Linked DNA regions of Gossypium hirsutum: all the other regions are linked to region 1. A link is a contact called in public Hi-C data. All regions are on one chromosome and are shown on one strand. Each heading gives the region's core, a stretch centred on a gene start, on an enhancer-like site or on the middle of the called end of the contact. The rest is flanking DNA. Distances are from core to core; before and after follow the strand shown. Region 1 holds the start of LOC107949465. Region 2 holds the start of LOC107949460 (transcription initiation factor TFIID subunit 12). Region 3 holds the start of LOC107949462 (IQ domain-containing protein IQM3). Region 4 holds the start of LOC107949461 (protein YIPF5 homolog).

Region 1 (3,721 bases), core at 98-2,597:
TAACACTTAATACCAGTCAAATCAACCAGAAACCAGCAGGCATATATGGCAATTCAGATTAAATTTCAGCCGTCTAAATATGGTTTTAATCCCTCAAGTATGCTAAAGTTTGAGATTTAATCCTTCTACTTTAATTTTAGCATAGTAGAAGACTAAAACGACAATTAGACCCCAAAAATGTGCAGCAGAGTGATTCAATTTGCCGACAGTTCAAGCAAGTCAAAGAACTCAGTCACCTGAGTCACGAGTTTACTCCCCCCGCCCCCCCCCCCCAAAAAAAAAAACAAAATGAAGAAGCTTTAACCAGATCAGAGTTGCAGTTTTAATTAACCAATTGATTATAAGTAATCATTCAATTAAAGGCACTGACCTTTCTTTCATGGAGACTGGGAGATGTAGCCGAGAAAGAAGGGCTAGTTTGAAGCACAAAACGTAAAGGGCTTTGAGAAAAGTGCTTATCAAAAGAAGCAAAAGCTGAGTTATTTCCTACAACTTCATTGGAAATGAAAACCTCTTCAAAATCCCCCGATGGACTAGAGCTACATGAAGTATCCATGTCCATTTCTTCATTGCTTTGGGACCAAACATCACTGGTAGGCCTATCAGTGTAAGAACTTGAACCACACTTGTCTTCACTCATTACATTGTTTTTCCTCACAGTTGAATCCCACCTCAAAATGTCCTTCACTGAAACTTTTGATCCTTTAGTAGCTGTTTCAGGCTTTGGGTTTTTGGTACGATGAGTTAGCCTCTTTAGAATGGAACCAAATAACCCAAAAGCAGTGCCATTGGTGTTTTTGGTGTTGGGGGTTATAGGTTGAAACAAAGGAGATTTGTTCAAGTCTGGTGAGTCATGGAAAGAGAAAAGGCAAGCTTTTTTGCAGAAATTTAAAGGAAAGTTGGAGTTTTGAGAGATGGGTTTTGGTTTATGGAGTTGAAGATGAGTTTTAGGTGGTGATTTCTTGAGTTGACAACGCCTATCAGCAATGTAATTCTTCAAAAGGAATGGCTCTTGATCCTCTTGAAGTAACTCGTGCAAATGCTTCCGAGCCATCATTCAAAAGATATATTTGAATTTCCCTTTCACTTTTGACAATGTAATTAGAAAAATCTCGACAAGCTTTGAGCTTCAGCACAGTGAAAGAGTTGAAGAGAATTCAACTGTAAACCAGAAAAAAATCAACGCAGCAAAAGATAAGATTTTGATGAAGAAGACGAAGGAGTTGGCCTATAAATGAATAAATAGGGAGAAAAACTCAGAAAGGAAAGAATGAGGAGAGTTCCCTTCTCTGATTCAAATCTTGAAGGTTCACAATATCGAGGTGAAGATAGTGATAAAAAGAAACTTATTATAAAATAATAATACAGAAAGGATTTTACATTTTACCCAAACAACAACCAATAAATAAAGGGGTTTAATTTTGAATTCAGTCCTTGTACACTTTACATTTTTATAATTTAGCCTCTATTTTTAATTCTTAATATTATTAATTGATTTTGTACCATTTGAATATGCTCTACTTTTTAAATTATACCTTTAAATATTAAAATTCAACTTTAATGTTCAAATGAAAAGAAAACTATAATAAAATGGGTAACGTACAGAGATTATGGGCATAAAAGAAAATTAAAGAAAGAGAGAGTAAAATCAAAAAAGAAAGCAAATTTATATATATACTATATATAAAAAAAATGCTTTGTCTTGTCTTAAAGGAGATTATAAAAACAGCCATAATATCGTTTTTAAAAAATAATTACGGATTTAAATTGATTTTTTTTATATTTAGGAAACAAGTCGATTTTAAAGAGATAAATTAAAAACGCATCCAGCACGAAGCACTTTTTGTGTCTGAAAAAGTATTCTACGAAATGTGTTTTCTTTAATGACTTAACATGTCAGTTTTTTTTGTTAGATTGCTAAATGTTATTTGTTTTATCCTTAAGCCTCGAGTTTGGTTCCTCTCCTATTCACATTTGTATTCTTAATTTCACGTTATTTTAATTTTTTTTAAAAAATTAAATAAAAGAGTTATTAATTAAAAAGATGAATTAAAAAATTTGAAAATATATTTATTAATTATTAATTAATTTTAAAAAAAAAATTAAATCAACATGAAAATAAGAATACAAATGTGAGTAGAGTAGAAGAGAAATCAAACCTGAGACTCAAAGGCAAAACTACCAACATTTAATCATCTAATTAAAGGAGTTGTTATGTTAAGTTATTAAAAAATATATGTTTTGTAGAACACGTTTTTTGGATCTCTCTATAAAATTGACTTATTTTCTTAAATATTGGAAAAACGGATCCTGTTCCTCTTGTTATCTTCCAAAATGGACAAATTTACTCATAAAAACAATCTCCTATGTATTTGTCACATTGTGTTTTTCTAGAGCGATGAGTATGCATTTCATGAACAAATAATAAAAGACAACCCATTATAAAAAGAAAAATTGTAAATAATTGTCACTAAAACTTCATTTATTTTAATAAGAATGATATCGATGAAGAGTCGTGCATGTAAAGACTTCCTTAACTATTATTTTAAGCTTTTATTATTATTATTATTATTGTTTGTTGATTTCAGTACTAATTTTCATTTCATTAAAAAAACTCAATATTTAATTTTTTAAAAATGAGTTTGATAATTATAATAAAATTTATTTAATTCAAAATTTTAAAAAATATTGAATAAAATAAATATTGATTACTTATCATTTAATGTAGAACATATTAAGTCGATTTTATTTATTAAAATATTAAAATAAATTATTCTTTTTTTAAATAAGATATTCAAATTATCATATGTATCTTTTATCCAAAATTATTTAAAATAATATAAAATGTTTACTTTTTTCAAATAACATAATTATATGCTGCACTTATATTTATTAATTTACCAAACTATTTTTTAACATAAATTCATCACTTTTAAAATTAGCAATAAAAATTTAATATTTTATTTTTCAGTAATTAAAATTTTAATTTACCAAACCTACCCTTAATTAAAAAAAAACCCAAACACTAAGAAAAAAGCTGGTGACAAGAAAGTATTAATGTTTATGCATTCATCATGTAGTGTTAAGAAATAAAATATAACTCATCATTGTAATTTTTTAAAATATAAATATTTCAACTTTATCTTAATTATTAAAACTAATATTTGTCCATTGAAAGATAAGAGAAAGCAGTTTTCTTCTCTTTTTAATAAAACAGTTTTTTTGTTTTAATAAAAACAAACAAACAAGATTTTATAAAGGGTAAAGTTTACTAAAATTATAAAAAAAATTGTCAAAAAAAAATATCCATTAATCTAAAATTGTCTAAGGAAGAGGAGGTATTGAAATTACCGCTTGTATGCTGAAATCTTAATATTGTTGAAAACATAGGAGTCAATTCTGTACTATTACCACTTGTATTGGTCGGAATGTCTCATTTCAGTAGTAAACTAGAACACCAAAGTTCAAATTCTATTTCAGTATAAATTTAAGTAGTAACCAATCATACAAGTAGATTTCGTCCATACTATGTGAAGTAAGATGTGCAAGATGAAATAGAAAAAAGAGTTTTTATTGTAAATAATTCATAAGTATCCACTCTGATAACCCTAAATAATTATGTGGATGGCCTTTCAATTCCTAAAACTCATGAAATTTATGGTGTTTTAACTTTCTTATTTATGCATTTGTAACCTATGGTGGTTGAAGTCCTATAAATAGA
Region 2 (3,645 bases), core at 153-2,652, 220 kb after region 1:
CCTATCCTTCATTCTACTCCACCGACGACCTCGCTTAAGTTAGCAACCACTGCTTCTACATTACTTTTCTAGGTCAGATTTACCACCACTGACAGGCACAAATCCTTGACGTGCCCGTACTTACTGTAAAAAAACATATTGTTGAAGCGCCTCATATTCCACTCATTAGACGATGCCGTCGACCATAACCTGAGAAAGAAAATGCTTGTCAATGTTAATAAACATAGCCAGACGAGCGAACTGGCCTCTGGTTCTGCTATCAGTTTAAAAAATCCAGTTTTGCCACTTTTTCGACTAGCCCCCTGATGACCTCTATGTCTTCGATTTATATATAAATCTCGAGAGTTTCGATAGCCGGGTCCAAGCCATCACCACGCTGGGATATGGCTACGATGAAGTAAAATCTTTAGTCCAAGGTTGAACAGTAAGGTACTGGCCGTAAATGATCCATGGTCCCTGAGTCAATACTCGATTATAATCTTTATTGTTCTGAAACCTAACAAAAAAATAATTGTTTTCTATGTCCATGAGATGGAATGGTTTTGTAGGTTTCCATAGGCTGCTTATTTGATTATGAAGAGTGTTATAGCCAATGCTTCGCCCTAAAAGCTTGAGTACGACCGTCAATTCCATCTCTTTGAAGAGAATTTCTTAAATACTGTCCGAGAAGACAATTGCTGGAATCCCATTGACCATGGTCGTACTCACATCACCTTCTAACAACTCAAAATCACTTTCACTTCCCTCGCTAGGGTCATTACAAGCCATACCAAAAATGACTGCTCCTCCCCCTAAAAGCTTGTCCTTCCAAGACAAATTCGGGATTAGATAAGAGTCCACAACCATAGTAGCAACCTCTCCATCGATTCCTTCCTTAATCTCACTTTCTTAGTGTTCCGATCCCCATCAGATCTAGAATCACTAGCACCTCCGTTATCAGAATTTTGCATATTTTAAGAGCTTTTTTCTTTGACCATTCTTTATGCTTCCTTGTCAATCAACTTTTTAAAACCGTTGATAAATTTTTACTTTAACCCTTAATAAAACGGTCGAAAGAAAATTTATAAATGATCCAAATGAGAATATTTAAGGAATTAATAATATTAATTAAAACATTTAGTAGTATCTAAAATGATGATACCTATTTTGATGCATTAAGTGTATTAAGCAAGGGAGATTAGATGCAGAATGGTGAGATTTTGTTTAAATGATGATAGTTTAATGAACTGGAAAATAAATCCAATAAAAACAGATTACAATTATCCAATTTAATACAGATAATAAATAAATTTGAAGATTACAACTATCCAATCCCCATAGAAAGTTTGCAGATATTATAAGCAATATTTATAACTCCTTTCCTTATATTTAGTGCAAACATTTTCATTCAAACCCCGAAACAAAGAAATAGGATTAAATTGACAAATTTATAAAATTAAGATCTAAATTTGTAGTTTATCCAATAGCTTATTTTAATGTGTGTTTTAAAAGTTCAGAGAGGAAAAAGAGAGCTCGTCTACAGTTGATAAACCAACTAAACTTCCTCTTCAATCCTTCCATCCTTGCACTCCTGATGGACCAACAGCAACCACCGCCGCCAACCCCTAATGCTCCTCCTCCTTCCTCCGCCGTCGACCCACCTCCGCAACCACAGCCGCAGCCACAAATTCAACAACAAACAACGCCAACGCCCCCGTCCTCAACATCCTCTACCGCAATCCCTAACCCTAACCCCAACCCTATCCCGAAACCCTTACCTTCCGCCATACCACCACCGAAACAGCCGCCGCAGCCTAAACCAGCTCTCCCCTCTCATCAGCCAAGATCCGCCGCTGCATTCTCGAGGCCATGGCAACAGCACTCTGCCCAGTTCACTCATTTCTCTTCCTCTTCTCCTTCCGCCTCATCGTCTCCTTCCCCTTCACTTTCCTCTCAGCCGCGAGGCAGCATTGCCCTCGGTGTTCCTTCGTCCCATTCTGGCCCCTCGCCTCCTTCTCCTTCACCTCCGCAATCCACTCCGTTTACCGGTTCCTTTGGCCATTCCTTCGGTGGAACCTCTAGTTCCAATGTTTCCCAGGTTGGATTTTAAGCTTGTGGGTTATTTTCACTCACGATTTTGAGCTTTTGATGCTGAAATTTCCTCTTCTTGTGATATTTCTTTTTCATAGGCAAGGCCAATGATGCGAGGAATAGGGATGGGATCATCAGTTGGTTCAAGTTCACAAATGAGACCAGGTGGGATTTCTGCTCAGCATCAACAAAGGCCTTTGCAATCATCTCTTAGACCAACATCTTCACCAACTAGCCAGTCCCCTTCTACCCAAGTTAGTATTATTTTTAAGGATTAATGTATATTATTTCTTTTTATTAATTTAAATGACATTGATTTTTTGTCAATAATGTTCTAATAATGCTAAAAAATGTTAGTTGAATTTAAATGGTCGCAGTAATAACAGTTTTAGCATATTTTAATAGAGTTCTTAATAATGTTTTAGATTTTTAAGGCTGCTTAGAACTGTTGGTTGAATCTAGAAAATACTAATCCTTTCTCCCTGACTTGTATTATTATTTTTAATCTTAATTTGAATATAGTATTGGTAGGTTGAAGTAAGCTGCTTTAAGGAGTTCGTCAAGAGAGCTAAGGTGTTATTATCTACTATATAACACATTGTGGTTGCCAACAACCTCTTGGCTTCATAGCCAGATTCTTGTATTGTGTGGCATGAGACCTAGGGTTCGATCCTTAGCATACCAATCCCCATTCTCCTATCATCGAATGTGAAAGAAAAGAACACATTATTGTCATCATGATTATAAATGTTGGGTGAATTTGTGTTTGATGCCTTTCCTTGAATATTATGTGACCTTTTTTTTCCTTGTTTTCTTTTTCATTTTTTTGTAGAATTTCCAAGGGCATGGCCTTATGAGAGTGTCAGCGGTTGGTTCCTCTTCTTCAACACCAAGTACTCTACAAACTCCACAATCCCCTAATCAGCCGTGGCTATCATCTGGAGCGCAAGGGAAGCCACCTTTGCCACCCCCTTGGCATAGACCACAGCTGAGGGCACATATACCCCAGCAACATCATTCGTTGCAAACAGTTTCACAACAGCAGCATGTATCATCTCCACAGGTGCCACCGCAAAATATATCATCGATTCAGCAGCAGGAACATTTTGAGCAACAGTTTTCGCAATCAAGGGCCTCACAATCTCTACCTCATCAACAACAAGATTCCAGATCCCAGGGCTCTGCAAATCAAAAGCCTTCTTCTCTCGCAATGGTACAACCAAGCACAGTCCAGGTGACCCAAAACAAAGCAGCAATTACAGAAAGTGATGATTCTGGTGGTCGGATTCTTAGCAAAAGAAGCATCCATGATATAGTTAACCAGGTGAACTATTCTAGACTAGCTTACATTTAGGATTTTAGGATTATACCTCTGGATCTTACTTTTCTCCACTTATTCTACGTTTATCTACCAAATCTGTACCTTTTATGAAAATATCTAGTATCTTATGCCATATAAGGAAATGATTAAAATTCTCTAAAGCTGTATATGTACAGTATGTAAAAGGTTAATAGTATTGAGCAAATTCCTCCTCCACATTTCATACCGTTAGTGTCTCTAAATGGCCTTCCATT
Region 3 (3,177 bases), core at 286-2,785, 160 kb after region 1:
TTGAAACCCTAGTTACACTACAACTCATGACCGTATAGTCACTGTCAACTAGGACCTTGAGTTGCAATGCAATCCCGACTTCTTAAGTAATGGCTCCATCCTCATACGACAGGTGAAATTTTTAGGTCACTGAGCTCTATGGCATCACCATGAACCCAAACACAACTTAAAACTATGATTATGTCTCCCTCAAAGAAAAAGAAAAAGAAATATTTAAACCCGAAAATTTCAACACACAAGAAAAATGAAAAAAACAATTTAAAGGAGACAATGGGCAAGAGAGATGATGGAGTAGGGTGATGGAAACTCCCATTTACATAGGTGAGGGGGCGGGGAGAAAAAAAACCATGTTTTGCAATTTTATCCCGGGATTCCCAGGTTGTAGTGTTTGAAAATTATCCTTGGAATCTCGGCTTCAGAGGAAAAAATTAAGGTTATACTTGGGGTTGAAAATGGTCAAAGAGAAAATGCGCCCTGCAGGACGCGTTTTCATTTTTCTCTCCTAAAAACACGTTCTTCAGGACGCGTTTTCATTTTTCTCTCGTTTTCATTTCTCTCTCCTAAAAACGCGTCCTACATGATGCGTTTTCATTTCTCTCTCCAAAAACAACATATCCTGGTAAATAAAAAAACAAGCTATTTACTTAAATATTAAAAAAATTCATCATATTTCATTAATTTACCCCCAAATTTATCTATTCTATATTATATATTAAGTCTTTGGTTGAGTTTGGTGTCATGAGTCAGTCAAACACTAACTCAGTTGAATAATGATTAAAATATCATTATTTTACAAAGTAAATATAAAATTAGAAAAAACTATAAAATATCTTGTTTTGCAAATCAAAAAGTAATTATAAAAGAAGAAGAATTATATTAGAAATAAATAATATAAAGTATTCAATATGGATATCATTATATTTGTAAAAAATTATAAATAATTTTAATAAAATGAAAGTTTAAAAACATACATTAGAATCAAATAAAAATAATTTTTGAAATTGAAGTTTTTTATCTTATAATGTGATCATCTGTATTAAATAAAATAAAATAATAAGAAATTTTGAAAAAATACTGCTTATTTACATAAATTTTAGAACTTATATTTATACAAATAAGTAAATTTAGCTTTAAAATTTTGAAAGTTCCCCATGTGAACACACTCTTATTTTACTTTGAAATAGTTTTAAAATATATATATCCTTATTTAAAATTTAATCAATGTTGAATTTATTTGTTTATATTTTTTAGTTTAACTAAAATAGATTTATGGCACCCAAATTTTATTTCAATTAGATTAACAAAATTCAATAATAATAATAATAATAATAATAAAATCACAAAAATCCTTACTCAAAGACTGTTAAAGCCAGATTTATGATTTATGATAAATGATTTTACTTTTGAGGATGCTTGGTCACTAGTTTGTTTTGTCTCGAGCGAGTTACACAAAATCTCACTCTCAACCTCAGCGCGTAACACACACGCACTTTACTTACTCGTAATCCAAGTGGAATACATATAAAAATCTACAAGTGGGTTTCCCGGCGATTTTCTAAGTCCTTGGCTCCGGTTTTTTCTTTTAAGTATTCTCTCAAAAACCAACGACCCCAAGATTCTCTCTTTCGAAAACTCCTTCAAATTTGGCTACCAAGAAAAACAATGGAAATAATCGAAAATCAAGCAGCTGTTTCGAATTTCGACCTCCAGTCAAAGTCTCCGTTTTATAACATTTCCTCCACCGACATTACGAACGTCGGCTTACTTGGGGAATCCGAATTTGTATCTGTGGATAGTCCGAACCAAGCTAGCGAATCGGATTTCCCGACGGTGGTTAATGGTGGTGGTTTGAAAATGCTGCTGGAGCCGTTATCCGACGGCCGAGATTCTCCGGGTTCGAATCAGACGCGCGGTGGCGGTTCTTCTCATTCCAACGCTGCCGTTAAGGTCCAGAAGGTGTATAGGAGTTACCGGACACGGCGTAGGTTAGCAGACTCTGCTGTTGTCGCTGAAGAACTCTGGTAGTTTCTTCCGCAAAATCTTTGTCTGTCTTAAAAAAATATATATTATTTAATACTAATAGTAAATATTTTTATTATTTTCAGGTGGCTGGCTTTAAACTATGCAAGGCTTAATCACAGCACAATTTCCTTTTTTAATTATTTGAAACCAGAAACTGCTGCTTCAAGGTGGAATCGCGTTCGCTTAAATGCTTCTAAGGTATTTTCTTCTTCTTTTTAATTTTTTGGTTAATTTTCATAAATAATTAAGTTGGGAATTTTGTCAGGTCGGGAAAGGGTTGTCCATAGACGCCAAAGCACAAAAATTGGCTTTTCAACATTGGATTGAAGCTGTAATTTACTCTTCTTAATCTTTTTATTAAAAAGATTAAAAAAATATATTGGATAATTTTATTAGTTGAATCGAACACTTTTTTTTCAACTGTAGATTGATCCACGACACCGTTACGGCCATAACTTACATATTTACTACGATGAATGGTGTAAAACTGATGCTGGTCAACCATTTTTCTATTGGTAAACCCCAAACATTTTTCTCATTCTATTAATTTTGGTAGGAAGACCAAATTAAAGTGGATGGACTAAATCTTCAAATTGAGCATAGTACTAGGACAAAAACAATGATTTCACCTTTTTCCTTTCTTTCTTATTTTGTTTCCTACAGGTTAGATATAGGGGATGGCAAAGATGTCGATCTCGAAGAATGTTCAAGATCGAATCTTCAAAAACAATTGATCAAGTATCTTGGACCTGTATGTATGCAAATTCATATGTTAGATTCAATCTCTTTTTCCAAATAAGATTGAATGAAATTGTTAATTCCCTGTTGTTGTAAACAGCAAGAAAGGGAACATTATGAGTACATTGTTGTTGAAGGAAAGATTATCCATAAACAAACTAGAAATGTCCTTGATACATTCCAAGGCTCGAAAGAGGTTAAATGGATATTTGTTATGAGCACCTCGAAGAAATTGTATGCCGGCAAGGTAAACCATCTGGCTTGAACTGCAACTGTTAGATTTCATACTTACTAGATGTATAAAAACCCAAAAATGTCTTTAATGTCTTTTCGGTACCTTGCAGAAGAAGAAAGGAATGTTCCATCATTCTAGCTTCTTAGCCGGTGGAGCGACACTAGCTGCTGGTAGATTGGTGG
Region 4 (3,570 bases), core at 500-2,999, 200 kb after region 1:
AATAATGAATAATATTTAAATAATTTAATATAATGATACATGAAATATAAATTAATCTAATTTTTTATATACATTTTAAATAATTAATATAAATAAGTGGATTTACATAATTTTCATCAAAAACACTTAAATCTCAACTTTTATATTTAGATAAAAAATACTTTTTAATCGCATTTTTTTTACCCCAAATATCAAATATTCTCGTTGACTTGAAAATGTTTTTATATCATAACGGAGAACACGCCCTAAGTGATCAGCAATTTAACAAACTTTTAAAATTTTCACTGATAGTGATGAATAAAGAATAAAAATAAAAATACTTTTTAAATAATCACTTAAATATTATAAAATATTATTAGTGGGGTAAAATGAAATTTATTAGGTTTTTTTTAGTAACTTGTTTTTTTTGACAAAATATTTAAAATTATTTATAATCCTCCCAATCTATAAATGGGAGAACAATACAATTACGTCCTACAATGTTGACAGCAATACTCGTATCCAACTGAATCGATAATTTATTAGTTAATTTTAAATATGGACAAATTTAATAAATTTTAAGAATCATACAATGAGTTGAAGTAAGCATGGAGATGGACAATGTATGTATTCAAATATATTTCAAAATTTAATATGTATTAAATTGATGATGAAGTGAGAGTTGATCCAAATGTCATTCATTTTCAGAAACCAAAGAGTGTGCAATTCTGTAGCATTTTAGATATCAAATTTCAAAAACAGCATCTTTACTATAAATATCAGTTTGAATTAAAATATGACCAGAAGCGAAAATAATGCGTAGATCAAGAAACAAGCATACGCGATCAGCCCACGGTGTTCTTCCACCCCATCAGCAAGCGCCACCATCAAATTGGCGCAAGACCTAGTGGCCCAAACCACGAATACCCCCGCCGTTGCGTACCTCACCACACCGATCCCCTGCGGCATGAAAAGCGACACCGCCGATAATATCACCACCGGCAACATACAGTAACCAACCACGCTCGTACACGTGTGCAGATCTAGGTTGCCGTTGTTGCGACCCGCCAACATGTTAAAAACCACGTAGAGGAAAATCGAGGAGACCACGATCCACCCCAGGATTATGCCGAACTGGATCTTGCCGCCGAGGAGCTGGAATAAGCAGAAAGACAAGTAGAGGAAGATCGGGCCGGAGAGATCCGAGTCTTTATGTGCCGCCAGGTTGACCCGGAAAGGATTGAGGATGGATCTCGTTTTGTGCCAGATTTGGTCCGGGTGGATGCCCAGTTCGTCGAGGAGGGGTTCTTCGTCTTCGAATGAGGCGGAAGCGGATACGGCTGACGTGGAGATTGTGCCGCCCAAGGATCCGGATGATGATGGAACCGACCCCATATCGAAGGCCATGAAGGGTATGGCGGAGGAAGAGGGCTGGAAAGGAGCCGTTGGGACACGGCGTTGGTTGATGTTACCGACGTTGGGGTTGACACCACCGCCGGACGGAAAAACCACCGGTGGCACTGTGAATTGTTTGCTCATTTTTGTTGAAGCTATAGCGATTCTTTTGTGGGGGCACCAAGGCAAGTTTTTTCTTTTTTTGCCTTCTCAAGGGAAATATATAGTGTTAAAATTGGGCGGTGAATGGAAGGGTGTTTTGGACTATTCGTCTGGATTTTTTGCAAATGGTTGAAGTGTTCAACCGCGGGAGATGAACATGTTGACGTGTTTTGCCCCGCGAAATTACATTATTGCACATTTCCACTTTCTTTTGTTATTTTATACAACATGAGATGAGATAACACAGTTGAAACTGTAATAAATAGGTATTGAGTAATCTATGCCTAACTCTTAACTAGTTTTTGTTGCCCGTCTGATGCATACGTATTAATTAAATTATGATTTTTTTACTTACTCTAAGTATTAGAATTAATTTTAAAAAATTATAATTGATATTAGAATCAATTAAAGATAATAATATTTTATAAATAAAGTATCTTTGGATTAATAAGTAAAATTAATCTAAGTTTACATTAAAAAGTTTTTAGAAACAGTCATTAAATTAATCTAATACAAATTTGAATTGTGTTTTGATAATTTTGTAAAAGAAAAATTAAATATTCTTTTGTAAATTATAAAAAAAATATTTAATAATTTTTTACATTAAAAGGAAATTTTAGAACTTTTTTTTTAATCTTTGTTAAAAAGAAATTCGGGCTTGGGACAACTCCCTTGCTGCCCCTACCCACTCTTTAAATCCTTGGCGGATCAATTTTCTTTTAAAAGTATGACAATTAATATTTAAAAATTTTATGTTAAAATCAGGTGGATAAATTATCTTAAATTTTAAATTTTCCTTCAGCTCCAGCTAATGGAATAAATTCCATCCCTTTTACTTGCTCTATCGTTAAATCAGCTTCATCATTTTCATAAAAATATTCTTTAAAACCATTACTCAACCGTGTTCTCATGCTTCATCGCCACACTGTTCGTCATTTAAATCAACCTGGAATTGTTCATGATTTTCTTCTATTTCTTTTCCCATCTCTAATGCTTCAGCACCAAATCTTAACTGATCATGGCTTCACCTAAAAGGTGAAAAGTTTGGGTTAAAATATAGGTCCGAAATATGGGCTTCAACAAAAAATAAGGCTCATTTTCTAAATGTGTCGAATTTCGGGTAAGTTTCTTTTGGCCCGAGTTCAGCCCGGTCCGAATCTACCTAAATTTTCTTTCCTGCTACAATTTGTTGTTTTTTTGCTATTATAGTACTACAATTTTGTTATTATTATTTGGATATTATATAATTTTTTGTTTTATTATTAATTTTGCTACTATTGTAATAGTCCGATTTTCAGTCTCTTTTTCCAATGATCAGTCCGTAAATATTATCAATTAATATTTACGAGTTAATTATAATATGATATTAAATTTTGGTCTAACGGATTTGCTAATTGGGTAGTTAGTTAAGATACAAGTGTAGCGACCCTAAAGTTAGTGGTGTTAGAAAATGATGTAATGGGACCTCATTTCTATAAACCAAACTCATAAATATTTAATATAAATATTTACGGATTTACTGTATAGGTTAATTGAATTTTTTATAGGTAATTTTGTCAAATTAGTGATTAATTAAGGTAAAATGACTAAATTGTAAAAGTTGTAAATAATGAATAAGTACTTGTATGATTAAATTTGTTATATAAATCACAGATAATAATAAAATATGAATAAATAAATTTTATTAATTTAATAAATGAAAGATGCGTGATCGAGGTTAGACACATTCATCATAAAGGAAATATTTGCATGGATCACTTGGCGAATTTAATTTAGAATATTGAGAGAGGTCTGGTTCAACTTGAGACAATGTCAATGAGCCTTGAACCCTTGCTCCATAGTGACACTTATGGAGAAGGGGTAATTCGAATTTGGCTTCCTTCTTTCCTTCTTTTTGTAATAAATAAATAAATAATAAACGTGTGATGTAATGGATAAAGTAATTTTAAAATTAATAGCATATTTGGTTGGGTGTAATAAGAATAGATTACAGCCCAATTTGGTGGGCCCACTATCAAACCAATGTTTGGTTGG

What was found. Hi-C and Micro-C count contacts between places; a contact is called where the count stands out from the background.
Region 2: a contact with region 1 is called in a Hi-C map of leaf, with 4 times the contacts expected there. The contact joins the promoter of LOC107949460 here to the promoter of LOC107949465 in region 1. A contact is called at or near these places in 10 of 34 Hi-C or Micro-C datasets (callus, hypocotyl and leaf).
Region 3: a Hi-C map of leaf shows a contact between it and region 1, with 2.6 times the contacts expected there. The contact joins the promoter of LOC107949462 here to the promoter of LOC107949465 in region 1. A contact is called at or near these places in 4 of 34 Hi-C or Micro-C datasets (callus and leaf).
Region 4: a Hi-C map of leaf shows a contact between it and region 1, with 1.9 times the contacts expected there. The contact joins the promoter of LOC107949461 here to the promoter of LOC107949465 in region 1. A contact is called at or near these places in 6 of 34 Hi-C or Micro-C datasets (hypocotyl and leaf).

What each region holds. Positions count from the first base shown.
Region 1 is chrD01:33,025,675-33,029,395 of Gossypium_hirsutum_v2.1, reverse strand. LOC107949465 reads right to left here and starts at 1,347. Exons shown (of 3, transcript XM_016884118.2): 1 at 371-1,347. The coding sequence starts at 1,057. It also overlaps the pseudogene LOC121213578.
Region 2 is chrD01:32,804,059-32,807,703 of Gossypium_hirsutum_v2.1, reverse strand. It overlaps LOC107949460 (transcription initiation factor TFIID subunit 12), which reads left to right and starts at 1,402. Exons shown (of 9, transcript XM_016884113.2): 1 at 1,402-2,077; 2 at 2,169-2,324; 3 at 2,903-3,394. The coding sequence starts at 1,574.
Region 3 is chrD01:32,865,232-32,868,408 of Gossypium_hirsutum_v2.1, reverse strand. It overlaps LOC107949462 (IQ domain-containing protein IQM3), which reads left to right and starts at 1,535. Exons shown (of 9, transcript XM_016884115.2): 1 at 1,535-2,021; 2 at 2,106-2,220; 3 at 2,288-2,353; 4 at 2,449-2,537; 5 at 2,686-2,773; 6 at 2,861-3,007; 7 at 3,105-3,177. The coding sequence starts at 1,663.
Region 4 is chrD01:32,825,043-32,828,612 of Gossypium_hirsutum_v2.1, reverse strand. LOC107949461 (protein YIPF5 homolog) reads right to left here and starts at 1,749. Exons shown (of 1, transcript XM_016884114.2): 1 at 662-1,749. The coding sequence starts at 1,518. The coding sequence ends at 769.